Linked DNA regions of Anser cygnoides: region 2 is linked to region 1. A link is a contact called in public Hi-C data. All regions are on one chromosome and are shown on one strand. The core of a region is the stretch at or near the end of the contact, and the rest is flanking DNA. Distances in the headings are between cores, read along the strand shown.

The links. Hi-C and Micro-C count contacts between places; a contact is called where the count stands out from the background.
Region 2: a Hi-C map of liver shows a contact between it and region 1, with 20 times the contacts expected there. The contact joins the enhancer-like site here to the promoter of FBXL18 in region 1. A contact is called at or near these places in 3 of 7 Hi-C or Micro-C datasets (granulosa cells and liver).

Annotation. Positions count from the first base shown.
Region 1 is chr15:3,996,135-4,000,447 of Taihu_goose_T2T_genome, forward strand. It overlaps FBXL18 (F-box and leucine rich repeat protein 18), which reads left to right and starts at 1,458. Exons shown (of 5, transcript XM_048061830.2): 1 at 1,458-2,223; 2 at 3,186-3,386; 3 at 4,294-4,313. The coding sequence starts at 1,993.
Region 2 is chr15:4,056,450-4,060,529 of Taihu_goose_T2T_genome, forward strand. The region is part of intron 2 of TNRC18 (trinucleotide repeat containing 18); the gene reads left to right. Among named protein-coding and RNA genes, the nearest start is that of TNRC18, 13 kb to the left of the region's middle. Within about 2 kb of position 1,657, at least 2 of the 3 cell types and tissues checked have open chromatin away from gene starts, as enhancers often do. A contact at or near this core is called in liver, where this site is marked.

The DNA.
Region 1 (4,313 bases), core at 208-2,707:
AACCAGGGGAGAGAAATGACCCAAAAGTTTCCCTGAAGAAAAAAAAAATAATCACCAGATCAGTCCGGCCATGAACAGTTAAGAGATACTGTACAGGACACCGTATCTGGATATTAGCACCAGATTTGTTTGTTTGCCCTCTTGGACCGGGACAGCATGGTATGTGCTTGCCTTCTTTGGGCTAAGAAAACTGCATTAGTCATAGATGATCAAAGTCTGCTCTGAGACAGCCCAGCAGTGAAATGAACCTGTCTTCGTGGGAGGTTCCCATGTGCCAACACTGGGACGAGCGTTCCTGAACCAAGGTGCAGCAGGGAAGGTTTCTCCTCTCACCTGCTGGCCAAAACCATCAAGAGAAATGCCAGAGTTCAGCGTAGCTGTTTGCTTCCTTCCTCCTTTACAGCCCATCTGATGTCCTGCTGCCACCTGGTATTCAGCCTCGTGTCTTATCAACGCCGCCACATTGTTCATCGCTTGGTGGGCCATCAGTCGGAGCAGCTCCTCTTACAACTGCTGGGAGCCTGGGGAGGTTCTTTAACCTATCTCAGATCCCATTCGGGGCTGGCAACAGCCGTCTGGTCCACATACGCCCCAGGACTGGAGGGAACCCATGGCTAGTCCTAACGCAGGCTGCTCCAGTCAGTCTGGCTCTCCAGGCAGGGCTTTTACTCTGCTTACGGGCCCTGCTCTTGATCTTATTTACATTTGCGCTGGAAATGCAGGTCTTTCTCCACCCCGGTCTCTGCTTCCCCCGATGACTGCAAATACGGCAGGTTGGTATTCAGCCCAGATGTCAAACAAGTCAGTCCTGACTGCAGGGCCTCTGGATTTAATTTGACATTATCTTCTATTTAACTGAAACACATGACAAACAAAGCAGGTACCGATTCTCTTATTGAGGCTCTCCCTCATCTAAGGGCTAAGAGGGGGTTTCCTCTCCAAGTCCAGACCCTGCTCACGGGCCTGGAAGCAAAACAGGTAATCAAGACCTGAGGCACTCGATATTTCTAAGCCAAAACGCCAATCCACCACTAATCTCATTCATGGCCATAAATGGCAACAATCAACCAGGAAGAAAGCAGCAACCTATTCATCTTCCTTTGTGGGTCATCTTTAAAACACATTTTCTATGAACAAAATTCCCCAAGCACACACGTAACTGGAAATTCCAGCGCTCTAGTCCTGTCTGTACTTGAGATTTGGGAAGAGGAGCTAACAGCAGGAGTGCTGAGCCAGCGGGTCCCAGTGGACGTTGCTCTATGCAATGGCTGCGCTCGCAGCACCCCCGGGTGACTTCTGCACGGCCCCCTGTGTGGAATTTGCCTCACACCTGCTGCCGGGGTGAGGAGATTCAGCCTCGTCAGAGCCCAGGTTACGTTCATTGCATAAATGAGCAGTGAGGCTGAAGCCAGCTGGTTTATATAAGGGTTTTGTGGTGCGGGTGGATGCTTTGGAGGGAAGGGGTAGTAGTGATGGCCCCCCTCTCTCATTAGGATCAAGTCCTTCAGTGCTCAGGGTGTCACCCCAAGCTGCTCCCAGCCTACAAAACCACTATGGACAGGGACAGGATCATTTGCCCGCTGCCTGCGCTGAAGAGCAGGGCACTAATCCAGCAAATGCCCCGGAGGCTGCAAAATACCCCGCTGGGGTGGCCGGCCAAGCCCTCCGTGCCCCGTGTGCTGCTGCCGGCTGAGTCACGGCTCGGCGCAGGGCGGATTTTCATTCTGGGAGCAGCCTCAAGGTTTCGTGGGGCGCGGGCCTGGCGTGAGTCAGCCGCTGAGGTGGCGGAGGAGACCGAGAGGAGACACCGAGAGGCTGCCCTCCTCGCTCGGCTCCCAACACCTCAGCACCACCAGAGTCAGGCAGAGGTGAAGAAACCCGCTGCATGCAGCGGGACCGTGCTTAATTTAACCTCAGGGCCGAGCCCTGCAAGCCGGGGACCGAGCCCCGCATCCTCCGTCAGGGGGGCAGCGCCCAGCCGCCACCCCCAGCATGGCGGCGCCGCGCTCAAGATGGCGGCGGGCGGCGGCCGCGCCCTCCCCGCGCTCCCGCCTCAAGATGGCGGCGCGGGGCGGCGGAGGAGTGGCGAGCCGCGGAAGCCGGGTCATGGCAGCGCCGGAAGAACCGTGCGGCGGCCGGGCCGGCGGGGAGCCAGGCCGGGAGGCGGCGGGTTTGAGCGGTGCCCGGTGCGGCGGGGCCGCCGCCATGTTCCGCTGTGGAGAGGTGAGGTGTGGAGGGGCTGCTCCCCGTCCTCCGTCCCTCCGAGCGCCGGTTAACCGCGGCCGGCCCCGGGATGGGGGAAGCCGGGCTCCCCTCAGGGGTTGGGGGTGAGGTGAGCGGGGCTGGAGCCGGCCCCGGGGGTGAGGGGGCTCCCCGCGGGGCTGGGCTGAGCACCCGGTCCTGAGGGGTCGCCCTCCTGGAGGGATGCTCTGTGGGGTTTTCTGGGTGATGCGACGTGGCACCAGAGCACCCCCTTCCCCTTTAGGGGCTGGCGCTGCGTTAATTTCCACTCGAGCTTCATTAAAAGCAGGGTTTAAGTCCAAAACCACCAGCTCGGTGCGATGGGGGTGGGCTGGGGGCCAGGCAGGGGCCTCTTGGGTGGTGATGGAGGGATCGCGGGGTGAGGGAGCAAAAGGGGTGCTTGAGGGGAGCACAGCCATCGGTGGTCGAGGTTTGGCACAGTTACGGCGTGACGTGTTGCAGAAGAGCTAGGGGTAGTCTGATACTGGGCTGCAGGCTGATTATTTCTTGATACATATGAACGGTTACGTAACTTGTAAGGTTATTGGAATGGATTGCTCTTAGGGGAAAGATGTGGGAAGGGATTGCTGGGTTATATTCTGAAAGAATCAGGGAGTGACGCTTTTCCAGTTGCAAAATCAGTAGCAGAAGAAGAATGAAGGTAAATGTTTTATTTCTTAAGCAGTCCACAGCAAAAGAGTGACTGAAGATACTGTGGCTTTGCGTGAAGTTTTGCACTACCTCAGTTTTGTCTTTTAAGGGAGAGGTTTTGGCTTCTCAAGGCGGGTGGGAGTATTTAACAATTCAAGTGGTTCTGTTTTATCTCACTTTATAAATCTCGCTTTATAAATCCTTCTGAGACACAGGGTATCCGTTTTCTCACAAGCTTTGCTGAAGTCTGTGAACTGGTAGCTTTTCTTTTTTTCTTTTTTTTTCTCTTTCAGGAGCTTGTAAGTGGGGAGAGCGAGGAGGAAAATAATGGTGTCAACCTGATGGAGTTCTCGGATGAGATCCTTTTGCACATCCTAAGCTACGTCCCTTGCACAGACCTTGTCCTGAATGTCAGGAAAACCTGCAGGAAACTCGCGACGCTTTGCCTTGACAAGAGTCTAACCCATACAGTCTTACTTCAGAAAGACTATAAGGTGGGGAGAGTAGCTTGCTTCTTCTGTTAGCTGTGAAGACAAGTCTGACTTCTGAAAAAATGCCAAGAAATAGAACACTTCAGTGTGTCTGCATAAATGTCGTGCTCTTGAACTCTGAAAAAAAAAAAAAAACAAATAAACAATAAACTGTTTTTATAAAAGCATTTGTTTTGCAGAATGCTTTGTTAGGACAGCTCTGTGCTCCCTTAGTTAGTTTTCACTGATGGTATTTTATATATTTTCTCTGTTCCTGGAGGCTAAAATGAAAGTAAACTTGACTTGCCATTTATAGCTGCTTTTGACTATGGTTGTATGAAGATACCATTTTCCCAAAATATATTTTCCATGTTGTTGTGCAAAGAAATCTATATGAGCAGAAAAACTTGTGCATGTTGCTGTCAGGCATGCAGTCAGCTAAGCCAGAAAATGTATATGAGTTGTGACAAAAATAAAGCTTAGGAAGAAGGGTGATACGTGTTATGAGGACTGTATCGCCAAGCGTAAGCTTCTCTTCTTCATTTCCAAAAGAAAGCGGATGAAGGAGAATGAAAGCGTTCTTTTAATTTGAGTCTCCATAGGTGGATAATTCTGCTGAAATAGTTTTGCTGTTAGAAAAATGGAGATTGTCTTCCGTTCCGCTATCAGCTGCTGAACAGATTTTGGCCTCGCAGTCAGTAATGCAGAACTGCACAGACTGAGAAGCTAAAGGGAGGGTAATCTTAGGAGGCCAAAGCATGGCAGATTAAGTGATGCTTTAATGGTTCTTAGGCTGTGCTAGTGTTCCAAGGCCCTGGGATGAACCACATAATCTAAGTGCTAGCCAGTGTCATCCCCATTTTCAGATGGGAAACTGAGTCAGTGCACACTTGCCATATATCTCATTGAATCTGGTTTTGTTTGAGTACAGGTAAACAAAGACAAAGTGAA
Region 2 (4,080 bases), core at 407-2,906, 61 kb after region 1:
GGTGAGCAATCTGGGAGGTAAATGAGTATTTTTTAATTTCCACACAGCGTCTTGCAGGACACGGAGCCGGAGAGCACGCCGAGCGCTCCTTGCAGCGTGAGGACTGTGCAGATGGGAGGGTTTGGTGGGCGCCCGCGGGGTGCCGGGTTTAATTACACCTCCGTCACAGGGGAGGTGTCGGATGTGGCTGGGGGCACGGGGGAGATGCTGCAGCACTCGGTGCTGGCCCGGGAGGGCTGACACTGTTTGGCTGTTCTCACGCTTTGGGGTTGATGTGGGGCGCGTGGGAGCAGCTCGGCTGTCCTCAGACCGGCCGCGGCGGTGCCAGGCACGCGTCCTGTGGTGATGCTGCGATCGCCCGACCCGGCAAGCAGAGAGAGACAGCCTCAGATCGAGCTGCGTGGGAGCCTGCTGGTGTCTCCAGACAGAGCTGTCCTTGTAAAACAATTTGCCAGGAAATAACCCCGCCGGCAGCCCGGCTCGCTCTCCCTGCCCTCTCCATTCCCTGTGGGTTGAGAACGCAGTGGGAGCTCGGAGAGCTGCTGGGGAACACGGGCTGAGCGGGGACGTGCCCGTGGTCCCGGCGGGGTGGTTTCCATCCTGGCACGAGGAAAAGCCACTGTCCTTCTGCTAGCGGGATGCGTGTCCCCAGCTGGGGACGGTCCTTTGGGGCGTCCCATCCCTGAAGCTCTGACACCTCGCATTGCGTTTGCTTGTCGCAGGGCGCAAAGCCAGGCAGGGGCTGAGTCCGCGGGAAGCCGGAGCGCACGAGCGCAGGTCCCTCGAGTGCTCGTGGCCGCTTCTTCCCCTTTTCCTCTTCCTCCTCCTCCTCCTCCCTGGGGCCCCGTGAGCGCTCCCGGGTGAGCAGGAGGTGAGCTCTGGAGCTCGGCCGGCGGCAGGGAACCCCGCGTCCTGCCCCGCTGTGTACTTTGGCCGCGGGAGGCCGGGCAGGGCGGTGATTCAGGGCGAGGGCAGGACGGCTGGAGGAGCGTGGCACGGCCGCCCGCCCGGGGTTGCGCGGGCTGCCCGGGGAGCGCGTGGCGTTCCCGTGCTGACGCAGCCGCCAGCAATAGTAAATATTGAGCAAGAGCCGCGTAAAAATAAAACAGCCTGGACGCGGAGTCCCACGTGGAATGAAATCAAATTAAAAGACAATAGAGGTCCACGCCAGGCCAGTGGCGAGCTCGGCTCTTAGGGCAGTGGTTTTTGCAGTGTGGTCGTGGTCGGGCCGGCGAAGGCTCTGACTGCAGCCCCCCTCCGGAGGATCCCTTGTGTCCGCGGGGACCACCACAGCTCTCCTGCAGAGATGAAAAGGAGTTAAATAGATCGGACTGTTCTGGATGAGACCGAAGCCCTTCAGGGGACACGACTCGAGGCTGTAAATTCAGCCCTTGGAGCAGCTGCCAGCCCTGTGGCACAGGGTGCCGGTGGGGCAGGGGCAGGTTTTGGGGCAGAGCAGCTGCAGGGACGGGGAGCGGCCGCTGCTGCGGTCCGGGTGCATCTGATCCGCGGGCTTTGGTTTCAGCCCGCCGTGTTCGGGGGCTCGTATCGCTGTCGTCTCGTGTATGGCACCGAGTCAAGGCGGCTCCGGTGCCTCGGGTGTCACTAGAGCCACCCTGGCAGGCAGGGGAGGAGGTGGCAAAGATTTACGCCGTCAGCACTCCTGGCTCGCAGCTGTTGGCGAGCCGTAGGCGCGTGCACGGGGAGTAGCCGCCGCCGTGCTGCACGCCCCTGGGGCGTGGGGCAGAGGCGGGGAGCTGTGCGCTATGGGGGGGGGGGGTTTCCCAAAAGGGTCTCCCCCAGGAAGCTGGCAGGAGGGGACGGGGGTGTATGGGTGACGGCGAGCATCGACAGCCTCCGTGTGCGTCGTGGGGGCAGGCTGGCGGCTGGATCCTTGCTGTTCCCCTCCCTCCCTGCTGGGGAAGGGGGACCGCTGAGGGTGTAAGCGGTTATCCAGTTGCTCGTGCCGCGGGCCGCTGTCCCAGTTGGCTGCTGTGATGTGCTGCGGGCCGGACTGGGGGAGAGGTGACAGTGTTCCCGGTCAAGGGCTGCAGCTCCCAGCGGCCAGGAGAGATCCCAGCTGTGAGGGGCTGTGGTCTCCCTCGGGTGTCCAGCACTGAAAGCACACGGTGAAAATAAACCCGTGCCGCTGCGCTTCCCTTCCCTGATCCCTTCCACTCTGGGTTCAGGCTGGGGGGGGGCATGGGGTGAGCGCTTTTCGGCTGGGGCCCCTCGGTGTCCGCAGCCCCTTGCATCACCCCAGCCCGCTCCCGCTGCCACGTCTGTGCCTCGCGGGCTGGGGAGGAGAGGCGAGGTGCTGGCGGTTGGCAATATTTCATAAGTGGCAGAAACCCGTAACGGGCAGACGGGTGCAGGGGTGGGGGGTGGGGGTTACTTCACCTCTTCCAGAGTCTTCCGGTGCCGGGGCTGCGGTTTTTAGGGCAAAAAGGGCTTGGGCACGGGGCCCGGCTTTGGGGCGCTCTGCGGCCGGCTCCGCACGTGGCCGCTTGGCCATGCAGGACATCGGGGCTGTCACACAGCTGCGTCCTGCTGCCCTGTTCCCTTTGAGGTGACAGCAAAGGACCGGAGAGCCGTCCCCAGGCATGAGCAGGGGATTTGCAGGTGCTGCTTCTCCCCGGCGCATCGGTGACGCAGATGCTGCCGGGCGGTTGGGAAGGTGGGGAGCGAATTCCCCATGGAGGTGCTGTCTCTGCGTTGTTCCCGCTTGCTGCCCGTGGCCCTTGGCAGGTGCCCGAGCGAGATGCCACCTCCGTGCTGGGCTGGCAGCGAGGGGACGCGGTGGAGGTGCCGGCCGGGCTGGGGTGGAGCAGCTTTCCCAGCGCCGGCACGCACACGTGCCGCACCAGGCATGTCGTCTGGCTCGTCTGCCAGAGCCCTGTCCGGGGGAAATGTGTGCTCTCAGCTCCAGCATACCCCCTCCTGCCCTGCTCTTTCACAACCCCGACTTGGCCGACTCGTCTGGCTGGGGCAGAATTTCAGGCCTGGGGACTGCCATGAGCGGAGGGGCTGAGACGAGGGAGATCCTGCGGGCTAAAAGCTCGGGGCGATGGCTCCTGGATGCTCTCTCCTCCTGGGGAGCTTCGGGCAAACCCCGGGCGGGCTGAGCACGTGGGGCCCGTCCGCTTCCCCCAGCGCGACCTCCAGCCTCCAGACGTTTGGCGTGCGGTTTGTGCGGTCGCTGCTATCTCCTCTCCCCATCGGTCGCATCCCCTCCCGGCGGTGACTCACCCGGCCGTACCTCTTCCCCGTGCCGCCTCGGAGAGCCGAGCGGCGCTGCAGTTGTGTCAGCCCAGCTGAAAACATCTGCGCCCGCCGAGCTCCTCTCATAACAGCCCTCCATTGATGGCTCCCGTGTGAAGCAGCTATGTTTTTACGGGAGATGGAGGCAGGGGAAGATGATGGGATGTGCCCGTTTTGGGGTCGGGAAGGAGGGCACGGGCGTGCGCCCCTGCTCCGTGCCCACCCACCGCCACAGGGGAGCTGAGCAGGGGTGTGGGTGCAGGGGCATCAGGAGCTGCAAGGAGGCTTTTTCCACCTCCCCTGGCTTTTTTCCTCATTTGGCTGAGGTTTTCCAGGAGCGAGAGGGCAGTCTCTGTGCTGGTGGATGTGTGGTTTTGGTGTGGCGGGGACAGGGGGCACGAGCAGCGGGCTGCAGGAGCGTGTCTCAGCCTGCCTGGCCTCGTCGGCACGTCCCTGGGCAGAAAGGATCCTGCGCTGGTTCAGCAACCGCCCTGGCCCCAGGCAGAGGGAGACGGTTGCGGTTTCCCCCTCTCCCCTCCCTTTCCCCTGGCAGCGGGCCGTGGTTGGGGTGAGCTGTGCGTTGCTCACTGCGGTAGAGTTTCTCCCCTTGGCATCGCTTTCTGGCGCGGAGATCCAAGGAGGAAGCAGCTTGCCTGCGGCCACCTCCTGCGAGCGCGGCTCCTCGGCGCCTGGAGGAACCGTATCGCCTCCAGGACCTGCTCGGGGCAGCAGGGCAGCAGGTTTTGGGCTGTGCGAGAGTTTTGGGGCAGCCTGGGAGCAGGAGGACTTCATGAAGGGGTGCCTTGGGGTTGCGTTTCC